Linked DNA regions of Mus musculus: region 1 is linked to region 2. Evidence: chromatin contacts called from public HiChIP or PLAC-seq data. All regions are on one chromosome and are shown on one strand. Each heading gives the region's core, a stretch centred on a gene start, on an enhancer-like site or on the middle of the called end of the contact. The rest is flanking DNA. Distances are from core to core; before and after follow the strand shown.

Evidence for each region. HiChIP or PLAC-seq counts read pairs in DNA pulled down with a chosen protein or histone mark.
Region 1: a contact with region 2 is called in an H3K27ac HiChIP or PLAC-seq map of embryonic stem cells, with 7 times the contacts expected there. The contact joins the enhancer-like site here to the promoter of Il7 in region 2. A contact is called at or near these places in 4 of 39 promoter capture datasets (embryonic stem cells, liver, second pharyngeal arch cranial neural crest and 1 more), 4 of 115 datasets of contacts at active chromatin or transcription factors (all in embryonic stem cells) and 2 of 9 other capture datasets (embryonic stem cells and liver).

Annotation. Positions count from the first base shown.
Region 1 is chr3:8,119,330-8,124,949 of GRCm38.p6, reverse strand. No RefSeq gene overlaps it. Among named protein-coding and RNA genes, the nearest start is that of 1700010I02Rik, 170 kb to the right of the region's middle. Within about 2 kb of position 1,614, at least 22 of the 459 cell types and tissues checked have an H3K27ac peak or open chromatin away from gene starts, as enhancers often do. A contact at or near this core is called in embryonic stem cells and stem cell-derived epiblast-like cells, where this site is marked.
Region 2 is chr3:7,610,067-7,616,027 of GRCm38.p6, reverse strand. It overlaps Il7 (interleukin 7), which reads left to right and starts at 2,268. Exons shown (of 5, transcript NM_008371.5): 1 at 2,268-2,857. The coding sequence starts at 2,848. Gm16685 (predicted gene, 16685) reads right to left here and starts at 3,323. Exons shown (of 3, transcript NR_168341.1): 1 at 3,219-3,323.

The sequences.
Region 1 (5,620 bases), core at 365-2,864, 510 kb before region 2:
TCTCCAACTATTAGTATATGAGATATGTGATTTAAGCTGTAATGGTGTTTAGTTGTCTTTGATTGAGAAGATTATATTTGTATGTACTGATACTGTTCTGTTGCTGTTGGTTATGTGTTTTAATCCTTGCTTTCTATTTCCTCTCGGGTTCTTACAAGAGTGTGGTGGCCGTGTGCTGCCTGGTAGAAAAATCTTAGGACGTCCTTATAGGTATAGATACTGGAAGGTCTAGGTAAAATATGTTTCTGGGTATTGGGACATGACACATAGGGATAGAAATTGGCTAGGGGTACTGAAGGGGTTCACAAGAAGGAGGGTTAGGGTAACCCAATCACAAAAGAACACATATGGTATATACTCAATGATAAGTGGCTATTAGCCCAGAAGCTCAGAATCCTTAGAGGGGGAACAAAATAGGCATGGATGGAGTTACAGAAGGAGGGAATCGGGGTGTTATACCATGATTTACTTAGTTATTTCCATGGGAAGGGGGGGGCAGAAAATGAGCAAAATTCACACTTGAAGACACGCAACACCCACTTCAGTGAAGTATGCGTGACACGCCTAAAAGCCTAGATGCAGTCCCGAGGCAAAGAGTTTCACAGAAACTTAGCCTCCTGGAACCTTGGCATTCCCATAGCACATATGCTCCAAACCTGTCCCCGTGTTAGTCAGGTGTATGGATCTGTCTGCTCTCTTTCAGTATTATTTTATTGTAAGTGCCTTTAAAAATTGATTTTGACATATAGCTAAGTTAGATTAGCTTCTACCAGTGTTCCAATGTCTTAGGCAGTCCTTGAGCTGACCCTAAGCTTGGAATTCAGTAAGAATGTTACCTATTCAGTAACATTCAAATTTACCTCTAATAGAGACAGTGAAAGTAATCAGGCATTACAATTTACTTGAGTAGAGCTAGAAATCTCAGGGCTAGTCTACATATTAAATACTTAGAACAATAGCCAAGTCACTCCCATACACAGGAATTTACAATGGCCTAGGAAGAAGGTGGGTTGTGGTTTTAGGAACAACTAAAGGATTGTATTATTCATGAAAGGGTTAGTAGAACGGAATTCCCCTGTTGCATGTTTTTTTCACTAGGCCCAGAGGAATAGCACAATTAGGTATTTACTAAGGGACCCCTGGTGGTGGATTTAACAATAGACTAGCATTGCATCAGACCATTCACCTGGCTCCTGTGTTTAGCTGATTTTAGATAAGGGCTGTTCCTATCTCAGTTGTAAACACTGCCTGGCTCCCCCAGATTTTTATTGTATGCATTTTCTTTGTTTTGTGTAAAGAACCATTATGCATCTCGATGTACCTTGGTGGATGTATTCTCCTAGCTTAGTTGTTTTTCTTCTGTATTATAAGACTGGCGCTCACTATGAAACATTACATTCAGGTACAACACTCCCTTGTGTCTGTGTCTGTTTGCCACCTTTTTGCTGACTCCCTGCCTACTTGTACTGGGACCCTGATTTCTCCTGCGGATTGAGGGGACCGACTGAGGCCAGTCCACAGCAAAGATGTGCTACAGAGCAGGAACCAGACTCAGAGACTGGACTTGGAGGAATAGAGGGAGAACTGAAAATAGGCTGCTAGCCTACTGGCTTGCTTCCCTGGGGAGAGCATTCTGTGGGTTTCTTAGTAGTAACTGCCAGAGTTGGGCCTGGGAGAAAGCACTAGGTGGGGAAAGGAAGCTTGGAGGGGAAGGTCTGTGTAAGTCACTGAAGACTGGTGCTAGTGGAGAAGGGAGGACGCTCTGCTTCACAGCTGGGGATAAGACTTAGGGATTGGATTTGGAGGAGCAGAGGAGGAAGTAAAGATTTGTACTTAGACTTCCTCCGTCCCTGGGCAGAGTGGCCTATGGGTTCTTGGGACCTGCTGGATTGGGGGATGAAGGTTCCTGGGATAATGAAATGAGTTGGGGGAGAGAGGCTAGGAGGGTTCGACCATTGGGATGTGCTAGAGATAGGAAGAGGCTGCTCAGGTTTTCTGCTGTAGATCTGGGGATAAGACTGGGGCATTACATCTGGAAAAGCAGAGGAGAGGTTGAGATCTACAGTGTATCTGTTTCTCTAACAGGAGTGGCTTATCCCTTCCACGATTTAAATTTTAGTTTTTAAATGAACATTGGCTGCATGAATTTTCTATAGGAAATGACATTTTCCTTGAATTAAAAAAAGATGTCTGAATATTTTAATGTGTGGTAGAATTGATCTTTAAGATTTTGTGTCTCCTACTTAGTGAAAAAATGTATACATAAAGTTTTACTCATCAATTCACATTTAATTTTCATCTAAATGACAAAATGTGTAGGTGGCTGAACAGACAGTTAAATGAATTGCATAAGAGACAAAATGTCGACACTTACATTCTAATACTTTCCAGAAGATGGTCAATGAGTTAATGCCCAAGAAGCAAAAAGAATATTTAAGTATGTCTACACTCCATAGTTCTAGGGGTTTATTTTGAAACCAATTGATATGTAGCTAAGGTTTCATTAAATAGCAAAGTTACTAAAGCTGCTTCAAGTTCATCTATCACAAAGCCCCTGCCCGCAAAGTATTTTTTTCCTCTAATGCAGATACATGTGACTTTTTTGAACTGCTTATCAAGAATTTGAATAACTGTAATGTGCATTCTCTCTTCTTTCTGAGCATAGCTAGGTCCTTCCTTGTAGATATCTCTGTGGAAGACTATTTAGAACTGAGATGATACAAATATTGGCTCTAGTCACAATAACTTTAGTCTTAGATGATAACTATACAAGTGATAATAGCAATAACAGTTTGTATCTGTTGGTCCATTCTACTATAGCCACTGTGCTGAGGTGTTTTCTGTGCTCAGTTGTTGTCTGTACCACAGTAAGCTAGAAACAGAAACAATATGACTGTTAGGTGTGATTTATCAAACTATGCATTCATTTTATTTAATTTATCGTGATATTCTTCTATATAAGAATTCTATACAGTTCTTAGATTATAAGATACCAGAAGGTCAGGTTACCTGGTCTAGTATTGGATGAGGGAAAAGGACCGGATCCCTGAAGGCCAGGAGAAAGAATGGAAATAGGCAACCTCAGGAAATAGGAGGTTGGTGAGGGGCTCCAGAATGCACCAAAGACATGGGAGGTGAGAGACTCTCAGGAATCAAAGGGAGGGACCTTAGAAGAAATGCCAGACAGTGGGGAGAGGAAACTTATAGAGTCTACTCCATCAGGAAGACAGGGTATCAAGTGAGGGATAGGGTTGCCATCCCAGAGTCACATCTCCAATCCATAATTCTTCCTGTTGGAGAGATGGCTCAGTGGTTAAGAGCACTGACTGCTCTTTCAGAGGTCCTGAGTTCAAATCCCAGCAACCACATGGTGGCTCAAAACCATCTGTAATGGGACTCAAAGTCCTCTTCTGGTGTATGACTGAAGACAGCTACAGTGTACTGATATATAATAAATACATAAATCTAAAAAAAATCCTGTATGAAAGAATTACAGGGGTTGAAATGGAGAGGAGCCTGAAGAAAAGAAAGTCCAGTGACAGGCCCAAGGTGGCATCCAGCTCAAAGGGCGGTCCCAAGGCCTGACACTATTACTGAGGCTATGGAGAACTCACAAAACGGGACCTATCATGACTGGCCTTCGAAAGACCCAACAAGCAGCTAAAAGAGTCAGATGCAATTATTTGCACCCAACCAATGGAAAGAAGCAGCTGACCCCTGTGGTTGAATTAGGGAAAGCTGAAAGAAGCTGAGGAGAAGGGCATTTCTGTAGGAGGACTAGCAATCTCATTTAATATGGACCCCCAAGATCTCTCAAACACTGGACCAACAAACAGACAGCATATGAGAGTTGATATGAGGCCCCCAACACACATACAGTAGAGGACTTTTGTGTCTGTGTTCATTCAGACATGATGCACCTAACCCTCAAGGGGCTGTAGGCCCCAGGGAGTTTAGAGATTATGTGAGGTGGGGGGTGTGGGCATCCACATGGAGACAGGGGTTGTGGGGAAGAGGTGTAGGATGTGGAGCAGTCAGAGTATGGATGGGGGTGGGGTGGGGCATGGAATATGTGTTGTAAAAAATGAATTAATTAAAAAAAGATACCAGAAGGTAATTTATATGCTACTAAAGGAGCAATGTAAATAGCAACAAAGCCATAAAACCTTTGATCTATAATCTGTCCTGCTATGTATGCAAGGTATGCTAGGCAATGATGGCACAAAACTTGTGGGAGTAATCAACCCGTATCTGATTTGACTTAAGGCCTCTTCCATGAGATGGAACCCATACCTGATATTGTTCAGATGACCACAGTTTGAGACTAGATAGAATAGGATAAAACCAAATACTGGTGTTCTATAAAAAGAATTTAACAATAAAATGAATCCTAATAGTATTTGCTGTACTTAGAGATCAGTACCTTGCTCAGTCAACATCAGAGAAGCTTACTCCTGCAACAGATGGGAACAAATACAGAGACACACAGCTAGACATTACGCAGATGAGATGACTTGGGATGCTCATTTCTAAATGGGATGTCTCCATTAAATTTTTCTCTTTAAGGATAAGGGAATCCTACGAAAGAGAAGGCAGAAAAAGTGCAAAAGCCAGAGTATATGGAGGAGACCAAGAAAATAAGGCCTTCAAAATATAACAGGATTGAGGAATATATGAATTTATAGAGACTGAAGCAGCATGTCCAGGGCCTTCACAGGCCTGAATCATAGGGATTATAGAGCTGAAAGGAGAAGTGAACACATGCCCTTATCCCTAAATCAGAAGCAGTATCCCATTGATAATTACTTGCAAATGAAAATTTAACTTTCTGCAAGGGAGTCACACTGGGAAAACAAAATACTCTTAGGGGTAGGCCCCATTTCCATCCGTAGAAGGCCAAATGAAAATGAACCCAATGACATCTTTGGAGTGGTTCCTTGTCTCATAATTTTGGACCAGATGTTTTTCTTTTTAAAAAGATGTTTTCTGCTTTATTTTTGCTTATTTTTTTAATACTACAGGTTGTTACAGGTTGTTTGCATATATATTAGTGGCATCTAGTAGGTTGAGTTTATGGGATACCTGTAGGAGCAAATGTTTCCCTGCAACTATATCCGTTTCTTGTGCATTTTTTGGTCAGGCTTTTTTACCCCTGTATTTGTTTTGTTCTATTCTATTTGTTATTCTATTGTTTATTTTTGTTTTAACCTATTATATCTTGTCATTATCTTGCAGATACCTGTTTATTTTCTACCCAAAGAGAGAATGGGGGGTGAATCCTGATGGAAGATGTGATGAGGAGGAACTGGGAGTGTAGAGGGAGGAGAAACCATATGCCACTTGGGAAAAAAGTCTAATTTCGGCAAATGAACAAAAAGATACGAGAAGTGAAAGGTTGAGAAAAACAAGTGGCCATACAGAAGAGAAAGACCAAAGAACTAAGGATAAACTTCTCTAGCTCTACCACCTGATCCTGTGCTATGCCTATGGAGACATGGAACTTAGTTGAAGGCCAAGAAATGGAGGAAATATAGTTGCTACAAGATTTGTGGACTTAGGTGGTTGAAACTCAAGTCTTCAGGAACATGACATTTCCAGGTTGTTAAACAAGAGCATAGTT
Region 2 (5,961 bases), core at 1,019-3,518:
ACTACCAGTACCACTACCACTATTGCTCCTCCTCCTCCTCCTCCTCTTCCTCCTCCTCCTCCTCCTCCTCCACTTCTGGCTTCTTTTTTATGATACTGGAGATGGAATCTAGGGGGTTCATGAAAATTAAGCAAGCTCCCAGCCTTTGAGCTATGTCACCAGTCCTGTTTTATTTTGTTACTTTTAAAGACATGGTTTCACTCATTAAACAAATCAGGAACTGAACTTTTAATTCTCCCTGCCTCTGGTTGAGCAGCTAGGGTTACAGGTACCAGGCCTCACATATTATTTCATTTATTTAATTATCAACATTCTAAAAATTCATGAAATATCCACCCCTGTCAATCTGTATGTTCAATTTGTATTTAAAAAGCAATAGCTGATTTAAAGAGCTGGGCTGTTTTTTTCAAAAGGACACTAATTTTCTTAGAATTCTCTCATAATACAATGTAGTTCAAAGGTGTCCATTTTTATCTAACCTTTGAAATTCCAAATGCTTTCTAAATATTCTTTTCAGAAGACATTCTTAACACTGAGGGTCAGAGTCCTGTAAAATACATTTACTTCTCCTTTCCTGGAACTTTAGATACTTTCGCCTCATTTTACTCCAATGTTGCCTATGCACAAGCCTTTCTGGTGATTGTACTAGGAAGGAAGACAGACTTCCCCTCTCGCACTCTTTTGATGGATGTTCTTTGACTCTCCTCTGAAAAGCCCAACAACAGGTGGGGGGAAAAAAGCATAGAATGTGAGCAGTTGTACACCTACGTGTACCCTATGGTCAGGGAGTTTAATACAGCCGCCACAAACCTAGACATGTTTATAGAGTTAGTCTTTAACCACCCCTGCAGCCTCATCTCTGTCTACTGCTTTTCTCCACATCTGAGTTCCAATGACATTTTTGGAAATGTGTGCCTGAGAGGCTCAGTTTCCTGATTTCATTTGCCAGCAATTCCCTGTTTTCTTTCTCTTTCCTCTCTTTCCTTTTTTTTTTTTTTTTTTTTTTTTTTTTGGTGGACATTTTTCCATGTTCCATCGTTGAAATGCTTTCTCACCACAGTAGCTCTCTTCCATCCTGTCATACTGCAACGCTGGAGCCTAATCCTATTCTAGATAGCCCTTCTCTGTGGATGGGAGCTGTCTGGAGACCAGGGCTGCAGTGAAGATAACAAGTACTGTCAAATCTCCTGATGCTTTGAGCAGGATGACAACAAGAGAGACAACAGAGAGGTGTTTAAACAGCCCTGCAGGCACCGGGTAGGATTTATTTTGGAAGTGCACTAAGACAACAGGTTTTACATTGAATGTGGAAAGTGAGAGTCCCTGCAGAGTCCACAGGCCAGTGCCCAGTTAGAACTCCTATGGTCCACACTCTAAATGCACAAACAGTACCTCTCTGCCTCTTTTCACTGTTAACAGACAGAATCTGAAGCTCGTGTCCTGATGTCCGATTAGGAACCGCCAGCTCCAGACCCCTTTCTGAGGTTCCCCAGAGCGTTAAGAGCACACCCACCACCCTAGGGCGTCTTCTTAGTCTACTGTATCCTCCATTATTTACAAGGTTCTCTTCCACAAGAGATTCCAAGCAGACTCTTTGAAGCCAGCCTGCAGGTGTTTTTTATCCAAATTCAGCCACGTGAACTTAGCTCTGTTACTTAAGGAAGCCTCTGTTCCCATGTGTATCTTTCAACTGCAGATAAGAAAACAGATTGCCTCGGCAGAAAACTCCAGATGCCAAAATACATGTAAATTCCTGACCAAGAGTCCTGGCATAGAGCAAATACTAGATATATGAGAGATATGGTCCTGATCTCAGATCTCTCTTGTTACTGGTTTGCACAACCTGCCTTCACCTAAGCAGTGTTTCTCCTGATTATAAGAAACAACACTAAATCAGGAATCCCCTCGGTAATTCAGGCCTATTATTAAAACAAAACAAAACACTTTAATGAAACAATCACAATGGTGATTAGCTATGTCAGGAGATAACTGTGGGAGATAGTTACTATGCAGAACTTCTATGTGCCCCCAACTAATACGAGTTTTGGTTTTCTGAAGCTACCACTTACATACTAGACTGGATGGACTCACAAGAATTATTTGTTCTTAAAGTCCTACCTGAGCAGGTGCATTGCACAGATGACAGGGAGGAAAAAAAAAAAAAAAACAAACTAGAGAACCTAGAGGGGCAGAGGGCGTGACCCTCTTAATCATCCTTCACTTCCTTTTTTTTTTTTTTTTTTTTAAGATGACTTACATCGGCGGCAGCAGAAGCAGCGACGCCTCCTCAGTGGAACTGACTTGCAATAGCGAGCTTTCTCTGCTGCACATTTGTGGCTTCTGTGGACATATTAGTAACCAGCGGTTTTAGCTCCCAGTCTCACAGAGTTGCCAGAGAGGTTAGAAGTCATTTGAAAAGCCTATTAGCCGAATCTTTCTGATCCAGAAGGCCAGCTGGCTTCTCCTGAGCTACTTTCAATTCGCAGCAACCACTGATCCTGGTCCAGGTGACTGGGGAAGACGCTGAGGGTATAAACCCAAACATTGAACCTGAAGACCCAGCGCAAAGTAGAAACTGAAAGTACCCTGCTTAGTCTGCCGGCAGATCCTACGGAAGTTATGGCAAAGCCAGAGCGCCTGGGTGGCCGGTGATGCATGCGGCCCCTCTTGGGATGGATGGACCAGGCGTGGCGTGGGTGAGAGGAGTCAGCTGCCTGAACTGCCCTGCCCAGCACCGGTTTGCGGCCACCCGGTGGATGACCGGGGTCCTGGGAGTGATTATGGGTGGTGAGAGCCGGCTCCTGCTGCAGTCCCAGTCATCATGACTACACCCACCTCCCGCAGACCATGTTCCATGGTAAGCGCTGCTCTCTGGTGCGCACAAGTAGGTGCGCCTAGCGCGCCGGGGACTCTGGGACAGTCCGGGAGGTGCCACCCGCCCCCGCGCCTCCGCACGTCCGGGAATAGCCCGGCCTTGCACTTTGGACAGGCTGAGAGCTTGGCCTCTCCCATGGTCAGCCACTACCCGCGCTGAGCTCGGTTGCCCAGAACCATTGGCACCTGGGCGTACAACCCTGGCGGGCGGGGAGGAACAGTTCCCGAGGCGGTTTTCAGATCCCCAGACCCAGAGCTTCAGTGCGGGAGCCGCGACGCGGTGGCCCCCTGCAGTCAAGACTCAGTAGTCAGTGGTTTTCAGCCACTTTGTCCCTAGCCAGTACCTCTTCAATGCAGCCCTTCCTGGCTTCCTGGCTGTGCAGTTACTCACAGGCTGCCTGGGTTCAGGGCGTTGCTGGGCTCTCGCAGCTCAGAACTTCATGGAGAATGAAAGAGTCGCTCCCAGGATGCGCTTTTAAACCCTAAAGGACAGATCATTGGAAAACCCCCTCTTCTCCCCGCAGTAAGTCTGGGAGTTTCCGATCCAGGCTGTAAGTTGACTTGTTTGCTGGGAACCCAAGTCCTGCGGCTGAGATTGCAAAAGGCCAGATTTTATTTTCCTTCTATATATTTGCTACTTAAGGGAGGCAGAACTTTAAGTACCCATGAGTACAAATTCTTAGCTCCCTGATCAAATCTAATAGGCTTGCATTAGTTTTAAATAAGTAAGGATTTAAAGTGGACAAGAACAGAATTGACAGAGGCTGGAATCCATTTGTAGCTAGAACTAATAGAGATGAGAACAGAATGGAGTGTGAGGAGGTCTACCTAAGGGAATGCAGGTGTTTTAAATACTTCCTCAAGCAAGAGAACCTATGGAGGTGCAGGATCTAGCCTAAGGCTCTTTCCTTTTGCAACCCCATTGCAAACCATTGTATTGGTTTCCGGCCCACTGTTTTAGGTACAATTACTTCCCCTCTCTTAGGTACTAGCGAACCAAAAACATTTGAGGGAGTACTTATCAGAAACCAAATAAAAGATGTGGAGACCTGAGAGACTGCCCAAGAAAATGATGGAAGGCTGCCAAGGTGCCCCTGCAGGAGCTCACTGTACAGCTAGAGACACCGCATCCCTGTCTTCTTTGCAATGCCCTGGGTTCTGAAATTGCCTTTCACTTTAACCCTTGGATTACCTACAACCTGGAGAGATAAAAGGACAAAGGAAAAGCAAAGGTGTAATTTAAACGAGGAGGCTTTTCCCATTGAGATACATCCATATCGGACATGCCTTATTTTCTTAGTAAAGAAAATATGAAAATATTAAACTCACGGGAGTTAAAGTAAGTGGCTTTTTTTTTTTCTTTCATTTTCGGTCCAAAATTTACTAGAGGCGTGGGTAAACTCCATCAAGGCTGTGTGCTGTGTTTCCACTTTGTTATGTCGGGACACCAAGTAAACAAGGATTCACTCGCTGACGCTCAATTGTGCTGCCTCATTATGAATCAGCATACATTTTATTTGTATACTAATAAAAGGAAACAATGAGAAACATAGAGCCTTGGGAATATGGAGGAAGCCTGAAGATCTATCTGTAAAGGAGAATTAGAAATTTCATCTCAGTGTGTATACTTCTTGAACAAAAATGGAAAGTTCTTTTATAAAACCAATCTCATGGCCCATGGGTATGAAGTACTGTTATCCTGACTCTTGACAGATAATTTTGTTTTTTAATTAATTTATTTTTATTCCTTAATCTTTTTTTTTACAGTACAGACTTTATACCTCTCCTGTTCTGCCCCCCCCCACTGCTCTCCTCCCCATACCTCCTCCCCAGCCCCCACCCCACCCCTGACTCCAAGAGAATGCCCTCATCCCCCATGCCACTAGGCCTCCCCACTCCCTGGGGCTTCAAGTTTCTCAACAGTTAGGTGCCTCTTCTCTCACTGAGGCCAGACCAGGCAGTCCTCTGCTCTATATGTGTTGGGGACAGACAACTTTATAATATGTAGAAATATTTACTTTTTCCCTTGAAATAGGAGCATACGCTGTAGTTTCAGAGCTTGGCCAAGAAGCCCCTTCATGTAGAAGACAATGAATATTTGTACTTCCTCTCACTATCTGTGCATGCAGTTATGTTGTAGGAAGTGTAATTCAGTAGCTAATAGCGGATTCCCTAGACACCTCAACCCGAACATCAAATGCAGCTCCTGAATCCCTAGAAAAATTGTTTTGGAGAATTGTTCTTTGGGCTCCAGATTCTCTACTGTAAACTGCTAGTGACCTGTATATATATATATATATATATATATATGTATCATGAAATGGCTATAAAATTGAATTATTTGTTGAAATAGACTTGGGAAAGGACATTGAAAGAACACTTCTCAAGGAGGATGGGAAAGTCCTCAAGGTCTCAACCCTAGACAAACTGTTCAGGCCACGAAGAAATGCTGACTGACAGTGGAGAAATAGACATCCCCAGAGAGGAGCATACAAATTGTTTATCCAAACAGCCAGCCCTGAAGACATATGTGCAAGTAAGGTTATACAGACTGGGCAGGTTGACTTTATGTATTTAGGGAGATAGATGGATGATAGCTAGCTAGCTAGCTAGAGCACAACACTTAATGAAATAAAAGGTCATGAATTTGAAATAGAGCAAGAAAGGATATATATGAGAGTTTAGGGGAAGAAATTGATTGAGGAAATAAAATAATGATGTTGTAATCTCAAAAACTAAAAGAAACTGATAGATGACAGGATATGATGGACTGAGGAATCCAATTTTATTATGTCCACTTTGACCTCATAACTTAAGCAGTTGAAGATTGTATGTATTATTTGGCTTACATTTAAAACCAACAAGAATTTTTAGACAGCTATCATTCTGGTTTAACCAAATTCCCCACTGAAAACAAATTCTCCAGTTTCAAACCCTGTAAGCGATTTAAAGACAATACTACAAGCCAACACTTGTCTTGTAATGCTTCTACAGTTTGTTTTATCTGTGACCTAATGAAAAGTTCAGTGGAGGCTGAGGAGTGAGCTATAAATCAAAAGTAACAAAATATGGTAAGTGCTGAATTCG